Regions from separate parts of the Mus musculus genome. Here all the other regions are linked to region 1. Evidence: chromatin contacts called from public HiChIP or PLAC-seq data. All regions are on one chromosome and are shown on one strand. Each heading gives the region's core, a stretch centred on a gene start, on an enhancer-like site or on the middle of the called end of the contact. The rest is flanking DNA. Distances are from core to core; before and after follow the strand shown. Region 1 has its middle 21 kb from the start of Gm38643. Region 2 holds the start of Hdac10 (histone deacetylase 10). Region 3 holds the start of Panx2 (pannexin 2).

Region 1 (3,223 bases), core at 501-3,000:
ATTTAGCTTTGCTGACCTCACACCTCTTCCTTTTCTGTACAATGTCAGTTCAGAGATGCTTTGCATGTGTTTCTATGGGGTGGTTCGTACTTATAGTGTACACTGTGGACGTTTTCTCCCAGTTTGTCCTCCTGATTCTTCTGAGTGTTAGGATTACAACCTGTTGCTACCCTGTCCTATTCGATACAGAGGCCTTTTGAACGCTAGACAATCAAGCTACCAATGGAGCTACCTAAAGGCCCCTGAACAATGTCTGATGGTAAACAAAGGTTGTTAATTTTTTTGGGGGGGGGTTGTGTTTTTTCGAGACAGGGTTTCTCTGTGTAGCCCTGGCTATCCTGGAACTCACTCTGTAGACCAGGCTGGCCTCGAACTCAGAGACTCACCTGCCTCTGCCTCCCCAGTGCTGGGATCAAGGTTATGCTCCACGATCACCGTGGAGGTTGTTCAACTTTATAGGACACATCAACGGCCTTTTCTACTGATGCTATTATTATTTTTTAAAAAATCTTTTTTTGTGTGTCCCAGAATTTAAAATAGTTCTCTCTTGTAGCAACTATAAGCGTCCTCTGAAGGGGCTTACGGAGATTGGCTCAGGGACTAAGAGCGCTTGCAGCCCTTGCAGAAGATTCAAGTTCAGGTCCTAGCACCCATATCACTGGGGGGGGCTCATGGCCATCTGTAACTCTAGCACCAGGGGATCTGACACCCTCTCCTGGCCTTCACAGTCACCTGTACTCACATGCATATACTCACACGGAGACACACAGATGCATAGATAACTAAACATAGATGATAGATAGATAGATAGATAGATAGATAGATAGATAGATACATAGATACATAGATAGATACATAGATAGATACATAGATAGATACATAGATAGATACATAGATAGGTATGACATACACCATTTTAAAAGAAGAGTGTGTCCTGGTCCATCTGGAGGTGATTTTTGTATACAGTGTGTAGTAAGGATCACTTCTTGTGCTTGTGTCCCCCTCTGGGGTGACGACCCACCTTCAGTCTGTTCCACCTTGTATGCTCCTGCCCTAGGGCTATGCTGTCTGAATTGACTCAGCATTATGTCTGGTAAGGAGAGGTCTTGGTTCTTTCTTGCTCTCTTCTTTATAACCACCATACCGGCTTACAACGTTTCCCAGGAAGCCATATTGAAATGCCAATTGAGATTATGCCAAATGGGTCGATCCATTTCTGAGATGTTTGTTCTGTTCATGAGCATTATATGCTTCTCCACTTGAGTTCTTTTTGTTCTTATTTATTTTTGAAGACAGACTCTTTCTATGTAACCCTGGCTGTCCTGGATCTGGCTATGTAGACCAGGCTGGCCTTGAACTCACAGAGATCCACCTGACTTTGCCTCCAGAGTGCTGGGATTAAGGGCACGTGCCCTCTCTCCTGGCCCCAGACTGTATTTTTTTTAAACAGCTTTTGCATCCACACAGTTATCATCATGAATGACATAATTTAGTGTTTGTGTATGTTAAAGCAATTAACAATAGTCTAGAAACAAACCAAGTTTGGTTTGATGTTGTCTAGATATGTGGCTGGATTTGCCTTGGTGGCTGCAGCTGTATGTTTGGTCTTAACTACAACTGTTTTGCTTGTATCCCTGTTAGCTGTTTCTAGTCCAGGTGTTTGCAACTAGAACTGCTGTGCGCTCTTCTCTAGCAATAGGAATAGCCTTGATGGGCCTTGCTCATCGCCAGGTACCGCTCTTTGTGTGCCCCATTTGGTCACATGTGCCTCACAAGGGAGGTTTAATCTCTATTTAGCTCTTCTATTCAAAGTGCTGGTAGAGTCACCTTGTCGCTCCAATTTGCATGTCTCTGATGCTAATGAAGTTGAATATTCTGTAGCTCATTTGAATGTACCTTGGGAAAGTGCTCCTTTTGTATAATTTTTGAAATTTTATTAATTTTATTTTTATGAGTATGGGTATTTTGCCTGCATGAATATCTCCACGGTCCCTGCAGAGGCAGAAAGAGGGTTAGAATTACTGAGCTGTAAACCACCATGTGGCTTCTGGGAATTGAATAGGCTCTCTAGAAGAGCAGCCAGTGCTCTTAAAGCTTGGAGCTATCTCTCCAGTTCACTCCCACCTTTTTGTTTTTCTGTTTTGTTTTGTTTTGTTTTGTTTTGTTTTGTTTTGCTTTGCTTTGCTTTGAGAGAGGGTCTTACTTTGTAGTTCTGGCTAACCTGGATGTTGCTAAGTAGACCAGCTAGCCTTGACTTCCCTAAAATCTGCTTGCCTCTGTCTCCCAAATGCCTGGATTAAAGCTATAGACCACCACACCTGTCTGTAAAGTACTTGTTTGTCTGGACACATTTTCTGCTAACCTCTTCTTGTTGATTCGTAAGAGTTCTTTACATATTCTAGACACAAGTTGTTTGATAGATGCATCTCCTATGATTTGCCTTATGCTGTTTTAATGTTCTGGGTCCCTCCCTTTCTTTTGTGTGTAGAGTATATATTTGTGTGTGTGTATGTGTGTGTGTGTGTGTGTGTGTGTGTGTTTTCTATGTGTATGTGTATGCACATATGTATAAACTTATATGGATGTAGAGGCCATAGGTTGACCTTGGATGTCTTCCTCTAGCACTATCTTATTTTTTGAGACCAAGTATCTCACTGATTGATTCACTGCTGGCCAAGGAGCTCTAGAGAGCTGTCTCTCTCTCTAACCCACTCTGAACCCCACTTTAAGGTTGTAGGCACGTGCTGCCATGTCTGGCTTTTGACCCAGTTTGGAGACTGAGGGGTGAAGACGTTGTTCTTGGGAATCTGAACTCAGGTCCTCACCAGACACTTTACCAAAAGAGCCATCTCCCTGCCTTAATGTTTCAATGCACAGAAATTATTCGTTTCAATACATTTCCATATCTGCTTTCCTTATAATTGGCAGTTTTTCACTTTGGGAATTGTTCATATAATCCAAAGTTGTGAAATCCTTCTGTCTCCTCTAAAACATTATATTGTTTCTCTGTTCATGCTTAGCTCTGTATTCCACCTATCTTCCAGTATCTGAGTGTAGAATGTCATACGTGGGAGCAAACATCCATTACCTTTTCTATAGAGATATTCAAATTCAACTAAGCCAGGGACGTGGCTGTAATGTGTGCCATACACACACACACACAGACACACACACACACACACACACACACACACACACACACACATACACATACACATATATA
Region 2 (3,223 bases), core at 250-2,749, 220 kb before region 1:
TCCCTGGCAGCCTCCCTGAACCCATACTGTCATCTGCAAGCCATTAGACACGAGACCACACTTGGGCTGGTTAGATGGTCCATGTTCTTCCTCATGTCCCAAGGACAGGTGCGACAGGGCAGGACATAAGGGTGAGGTCTTTCATTCCCTTCATTTGACAAGTTCTGGGCAAATACACTTTGCCCAGTCTAATCTTGTCAGAGGAGATGCCATGACCATGGCTCCACTGCCTGAATCCCCTTGTGATAACCATGGTCCAAGGCTTCAAATACTTCACCCAGTTACAGAGGTGTGGCTCAGTTCATGCCCTACCCCACAATATACATAAACCAGGGTAGTTAATTGGCTTTTAGAAGATGGAGAAGCTTTGGGCTCCTCCAAAATCCTTGCCTGAACTCCCAACTCCTGAGTATGGCAGAGGGCACCTACTTCTAACCACTCCAGGGCTCTTTGGTTTCCCCTGTACATGATAGTTGTATGTGTTCCTATCACAGACGTCAGCGGCAGCCTTGCCCCCTTCCCCTCATCATCCTGGGGGTGTGTCTTGTCCCTTCCCCCCATCTTGAGGCATCTGTAATGCCAACACTCATTTCGGAACTGGAGACAAGGCTGGACTATGGAAATGTGTGTGTGTATATATATATATATGTATATACATATATATGTATATATACATGTATGTATATATGTGTATGTATATATGTGTGTATATATCTGTGTGTGTTTATTTGTGTGTGTGTATATATATATACATATATACATACAAACATACATATATATATATATATATATATATATATATATATATATATATATATGTATAGTCTTAGCTGGTATTTGAGCTCATGTCTCCTTTGTTCCTCCTTTCCTAAGGCCCCCTTCCCTGCTTCCTCACCCTTCCTTGCTCAGAACCCTCTACCCTTCCTAGCCTCACACTGTGCTGCAGTTTTCCTGGCTGGCCTGGCGTCTTATATAACTCTTCTATTCCAGTGGCCTCTTTCTTACCTGTGGCCTTTCTGTCAGTCCCTTCTGGAAGTTCAGTGCTTTGATCCAGCCCAGGCCAGCCCCCGCAGGCACTCACATACACACCCTGCTCACTTCTCTCCTCTCCATCTTTCACCTGCGGGAGCAGGCAAATTGGTTGTGATTGACAGTTGGCATTTCTGACTCTGTGGCCTAAACTACCAGGTTAGGCTAGGAGGATGCTGGGGGCAAGAAGGAAGCATAGCTGCGGCTGTAGCTATGGATGGCCTGAGGACAGGCAGCCCTGTCTTCCTATCCATTTCAAGAAGGACACTGGAGGCGGTACTGGTCGTAGGCTCCGCGCCACACGTAGTTGTCGGTGGCACTGAAGTTGCAGCCTAAGAGAAAGAGACAATGAGAGAAAGAGAGGCAGAGAGAGAAAGACACACAGAGCGCGCGCAATCCCAGGGGAGCTCAGCCTTTTGGTCTACTCCACCCTAATCTCGCCTAGGGGCGGGCCGGAGTCTGTAAAAGAGGAAGCCGGAAGTTAGGCGTTTGGCGTCACGCTTAGTTCAGTTTCCAGCGGTTCTCTTCTGACAATCGGGCGGGCTTGAGCCCGGACCTGGGCCTGGGGTGGTTTCCTCTTGCCCAGGTCCAGCGTGCACAACCCAGTTCGTCCCGAGTGAGGATTGTTTACGTGCATAGTTAGGTGAGACCGGGCAGTGCAATTACCTGCCGGCAGAGGGCGTGTTGCGTTAGAGCGGATCAAAGTGACCACGGTGTAGCTATGGGCACAGCACTTGTGTACCACGAGGACATGACAGCCACTCGACTGCTCTGGGATGAGTAAGTGTGTCTTGACAGAAGTAGGGGGCCGGGAGGGAACCCTGAACACTGAGATCCTTGTCTGCTCCAGCCCCGAGTGCGAAATTGAGTGCCCAGAGCGCCTGACAGCTGCCCTGGATGGCCTGCGGCAGCGTGGCCTGGAAGAAAGGTGCCTGTGTTTGTCAGCTTGTGAGGCATCAGAGGAAGAGTTGGGCTTGGTGCACAGGTCAGACTATGACAGATCTGGGGACCCGAACCTTTTATAGCTCCGCTAGCATTCCCTTGGGTTCACCGTGGTGTGGGCTAAAAGGGATTACTGGGTGGGCACTCCCACCAGGAATCTCTGCTCCTTTCCTTCCTGTCCTGCTGGTGGCCCGCCTGCTGATCTGCAGCCCGGAATATATAGCCCTGGTGCAGAAGACCCAGACCCTGGATAAAGAGGAGCTCCACGCACTGTCTAAGCAGTACAATGCTGTCTACTTTCACCCGGTGCGAGCCAGCATACACGCCCATTCACCCAGATTTATGTCCATATGCCTGCCTAGGTGCATTCACACCCAAGTCTGCTCACCTGCCAGTGTCTCCTTGTTTATGCTTTATGACCGTACCCTACCATGTTTTGCTTGCCAATGCCCCAGCCCTGTCTGCTCAGCAGTGGGAAACCTGCAACCTGGGACAAGCAGGTCAGGTCCCAGGCTCAATTGCACTCTGGCTCACAGGACACCTTTCACTGTGCCCGGCTGGCAGCGGGGGCTGCACTGCAGCTGGTCGATGCTGTGCTAACAGGAGCTGTGCACAATGGGCTTGCCCTGGTGAGGTGAGAACCACCTTCCTCCCCTAGCTGTCTGTGTGTGACCCTGTGAGGGGACAGAATGACTCTGACATGCCCGGTGTTTCCTTTTTTTTTTTTTACACCCTAGGCCTCCAGGGCACCACAGTCAGAGGGCAGCTGCCAATGGATTCTGTGTGTTCAACAATGTGGCTCTAGCAGCCAAACATGCCAAGCAGAAATATGGGCTGCAGAGGTGTGTCCAAGCTTGACCTGCAAGTGTGGGGGACCCAAACTAAATAGGAAGAGGTGGAGTTGGTGGTTAAGAGGTCCCACCCAGCTCCCTCCACTCCTGGCTGAGCTCCTAGCCTAAAGGTGGAAAGGCAGCCACTTCCAGTAATCCCCAGTACTGTCCGAATTTAGGATTCTCATTGTCGACTGGGATGTCCACCATGGCCAGGGCATCCAGTATATCTTCAACGATGACCCCAGGTGAGCTGGGGTGTGGACACAGCCCTTCTCTGCCGCTCACCATTTTGGGGATAAAATTCCAGTGGTGAGACTAGGGGTCTTAAGAGTTAGGGTTCTTTGAGAAGCTGTGGAGTTGCTAAGGGACCTCACTTCTGACCTGGCCAATTGTCGACAGTGTCCTTTATTTCTCTTGGC
Region 3 (3,223 bases), core at 186-2,685, 150 kb before region 1:
GGATACCTGAGTCTGCCTCAGCTCGGCTCCAGTGGGGATGCTATTCCCCATCTCGGTGTGTCACCAGAAGCCAGCTCCCTAGTGCCTCAGCCTGTCACCTTAGGCAGGGCCCACTCTACATGTGTACTCTCCTGTGTACAACCGCAGGCGCACCCACAGGCTCCCTCATAGAGCAGGCCCAGTTCTACTCACCTAACACGTCAGCTCCTTAACCTGCTCACTCTTCAGTGACCTGCCCTACCCTCTACCTACACTGCCTTTGCCAGTCAAGGGTGGCTTCTTGGGCCATTATTGCTTGATGCCCTCCGGGGCCAGCCTCTGTCTGGCCTCCTCTATAGAAGAGCTTTGGAAAGGGATGTTTCAGAGTTCCTCGGGAGTACCCTCACTTTTCCTACACTGTCAGCCCCAAGAACCCCATGCAGCATCATGGGATTTTTTTCACTTATCCCTGAGCAATGCCCTCAACACTCATCCTTCTCTGGTCCTCATCTGGCTATTCCTCCAAGCCTCAGCCCTCCCTACCCCCACCACCCGTGACGTGACATGCTACAACTCAGACCCCACATCCCATTCATCCCGGGGGCCAGCAAGTGTAGGACAGGCCTACTCTCCTCACGGCTTGAGGCTGAAGGAATGGAAGGCCAAACAACAATAAAACAGAGGAGATGTCTCAGGCGGCCCTGTCTCAACCCCTCATGCCAGACTGAGGTGGTGCCCAAGGTCTGTGATGAGACCTGCGGGCAATGGCTCAGCGGCTGGCCAGGTGGGTGCGGTCTAGCTGGCGCTGGCTGCCTGGCGCTGAGAGCCAGCGCGCTCGGAGCGCTGGGCGCTAAACACCTGCGGACGCGCGCCCTGCCTCACCTGCGAAGTTCTTGGTGAAGACCAGGGTGACCAGCAGGATGGGTACCAGCACGGTGCCGATGGTGACCACGCGGTCGAACGGCAGTTCCAGCTTGAGCTGCAGCAGCAGCGCGGCCAGCGCGCCCGCCTTGTCGTCCTGCGAGCCAGGCAGGATCAGCTCCCTCAGCTTCTCGCCCGCCAGCAGCGCGGTCGCCATGTCCGCCGACTGCTCCAGGAGGTGGTGCATGGGGGGCGGGGGCGCGGCCCGGCGGGGTACGGGCGGGGGGCGCGGGCGGGGCCGCGCGCCAGAGAGGGCGGCGGGGGGCGACGGAGACCGAGGTCACGGTGGGGGGGGGGGGCGCGGAGCGCTGGAAGAGGGATGTCAGCGGGGATGCGGCGGGGCTCGGGGGTCTGCCGCCCCGCGAGAGGGGTCGAGCTGCCAGGGCGCCGGGCCGCCGCCGCCCCCGCCGTGCGCTGTAGCCGGCCCGCGCCCTGCGTCCCTCCCGGGGGCGGCGGCGGCTCTCCTGCCTGGGCCGCGCGGCCCGCTCCCGCCGGGGAGGGGGGCTGTTTACCTGCGGCAACTCCGCGGCGTGGCTCCGCCCCCAGCCCCCCCACCCTCCACGTAGCTGCGGCGTTGGCGATGACTTGCAGAAAAAAAAAATTTTTTTTTTTAAATGAAACGAACCGAGTTCATATTGACCATCCCCTTGCATCAGGGTTGGGCCAAGCCCTGGTCCCCCATAGCCCTGTGCACAGAAAGAGGCGGATCGCCCGCTCTGGGGTTAGATCGTGTCTGGTAGCCAAAGGGTTCTAGTTCTACACCTCAGCTCTCTTGCTCCTCACTCGGACCTGGTCTTCACACAGGCGCAGAGGCTGCCGTGTGAGCTGTTGCAGGCAAGGGCAAGGAAGCCCGAACCCTCTTTCCCAGGTTAGTGCCTGCACAAAAATGCCGTGGGGCGTCCTCTCCAAAGCTCCTGGATGCCTCTTCACTGCAGCCATGTCCCGGACCCAGGGGCGCCCCTTTACACGCTGTGATGGGACGCCAGCCAGTGCGGATATGCTTGTACCTAGCATCTTCACTGCTTCACCCACTGTCGGCATCCGTGGAGCTGGGCCAGGGTGTGGGGGCTTCTAGGATTGTCACCTGACCTCTCTGGGCTACCCACATGTTCTCTCCTCCCAGGAGCTACTGTACACAAACTTTTGTGACCGTGGCCTCCTGCAAGATTCCTTGGCTCAGTATCTCTCCATCATAGCCTTTCCTGTGTATGTCTGGAGTAGTAACTTCCTTCAGTATCCATAAGCTATCTGGAAACATCTCCTCCGACCGAAGCAAAACCTGGAGGGACTGCTGTCCCGTGAGGCCTGACTCCTCCTGGTGCATTCTTGCTCCCACAGACATTACCTTCTTCACCTTACTCCCTGCGGGTGGTGAGCAGCCATTCACTCCCCATGCCTAGGATTCCTGGCTGCGCTGGCAAGCCCTCACCCCAGGCTTCCCAAGGCAGTCCTTCCTGCACCCTCCCTGGCCTCTCAGAAGGGTTATGCTGTTCACTCCATCATCCCACCTTCAGAACCCTATATTTTTTGTTTTCCTTTGGATTCCTAGAGCTTTCGCACACTGACCCCTTCTCAGCAGGTTGGTTTTCTCTGACCTGCAGGTCTCCCTTACCCCCCCGCACCCCACCCGCAAATGTTGTCTCCTTTGTTATCTATTTGTGCATGCCTCTTCAAAGGCTCTATCCATCCACTCTGGGTGGAGAGTTATATTCTTTTAAAAAACTATATATGGGTGTACCACCAGCATGCAGTGGCCATGGAGGCTAGAACTCCCCAGGGCTGGGGTTACAGGTATTATAAGCCACTATATGGATGCTGGTAATTGAACCCAGTTCCATGGACTTTTTCCCAATACCTCTGGTCACTTGCAACAGTCTGCTTGGATCCTTCTGGCCCCTGCAGGCACTGCGCTCTTGAGGTACAGACATACATGCAGGTGCAATACCCATATACATAAATCAATAATAAAGACAAAAATAAACGTTTAAATAGAGTTGCCCAGTAATGAGGCAACAATGCCCCTGCTAGACACCAGAGGCTAATAAATAAAAAGCCCAGTACCAGGAACTGGTTGTTTAGTCGTTGGCCACTGAATTTCCCTAGGTCCCAATATTACAGGCTACTACCACTGTTCTTGGCTGCCCTCGAACTTGATAGTGAGACTCTGTTGCTGACTATACCGCATACTGGAGTCATGGGACATGGAGAAACTAAGCAAGTACTGACCTGGAAGCTGCAGTGCTCCTGGCTACCTTTCACACAGTCTTACCAAGCTGTGAATCCTGCAGTCTGTGACGACAACCGCTCTAGTATCCCACCGAAG

Evidence for each region. HiChIP or PLAC-seq counts read pairs in DNA pulled down with a chosen protein or histone mark.
Region 2: a contact with region 1 is called in an H3K27ac HiChIP or PLAC-seq map of embryonic stem cells, with 5 read pairs. The contact joins the promoter of Hdac10 here to the enhancer-like site in region 1. A contact is called at or near these places in 6 of 39 promoter capture datasets (cranial neural crest, embryonic stem cells, frontonasal cranial neural crest and 3 more), 4 of 115 datasets of contacts at active chromatin or transcription factors (bone marrow-derived macrophages, effector CD8 T cells, embryonic stem cells and 1 more) and 1 of 9 other capture datasets (adipose tissue).
Region 3: a contact with region 1 is called in an H3K4me3 HiChIP or PLAC-seq map of embryonic stem cells, with 3 times the contacts expected there. The contact joins the promoter of Panx2 here to the enhancer-like site in region 1. A contact is called at or near these places in 1 of 39 promoter capture datasets (neural stem cells), 6 of 484 Hi-C or Micro-C datasets (CD4 T cells, Th1 cells, embryonic stem cells and 1 more), 6 of 115 datasets of contacts at active chromatin or transcription factors (bone marrow-derived macrophages, embryonic forebrain, embryonic midbrain and 2 more) and 2 of 9 other capture datasets (adipose tissue and liver).

Annotation. Positions count from the first base shown.
Region 1 is chr15:88,905,073-88,908,295 of GRCm38.p6, reverse strand. It overlaps a transcript of Ttll8 not described here. Among named protein-coding and RNA genes, the nearest start is that of Gm38643, 21 kb to the right of the region's middle. Within about 2 kb of position 1,750, at least 2 of the 459 cell types and tissues checked have an H3K27ac peak or open chromatin away from gene starts, as enhancers often do. A contact at or near this core is called in embryonic stem cells, where this site is marked.
Region 2 is chr15:89,126,976-89,130,198 of GRCm38.p6, reverse strand. Hdac10 (histone deacetylase 10) reads left to right here and starts at 1,499. Exons shown (of 20, transcript NM_199198.2): 1 at 1,499-1,809; 2 at 1,880-2,014; 3 at 2,181-2,277; 4 at 2,508-2,605; 5 at 2,709-2,813; 6 at 2,981-3,049; 7 at 3,204-3,223. The coding sequence starts at 1,751. Gm46530 (a long non-coding RNA gene) reads right to left here and starts at 1,660. Exons shown (of 2, transcript XR_001781738.2): 1 at 1,006-1,660.
Region 3 is chr15:89,057,938-89,061,160 of GRCm38.p6, reverse strand. It overlaps Panx2 (pannexin 2), which reads right to left and starts at 1,435. Exons shown (of 3, transcript NM_001002005.2): 1 at 862-1,435. The coding sequence starts at 1,087.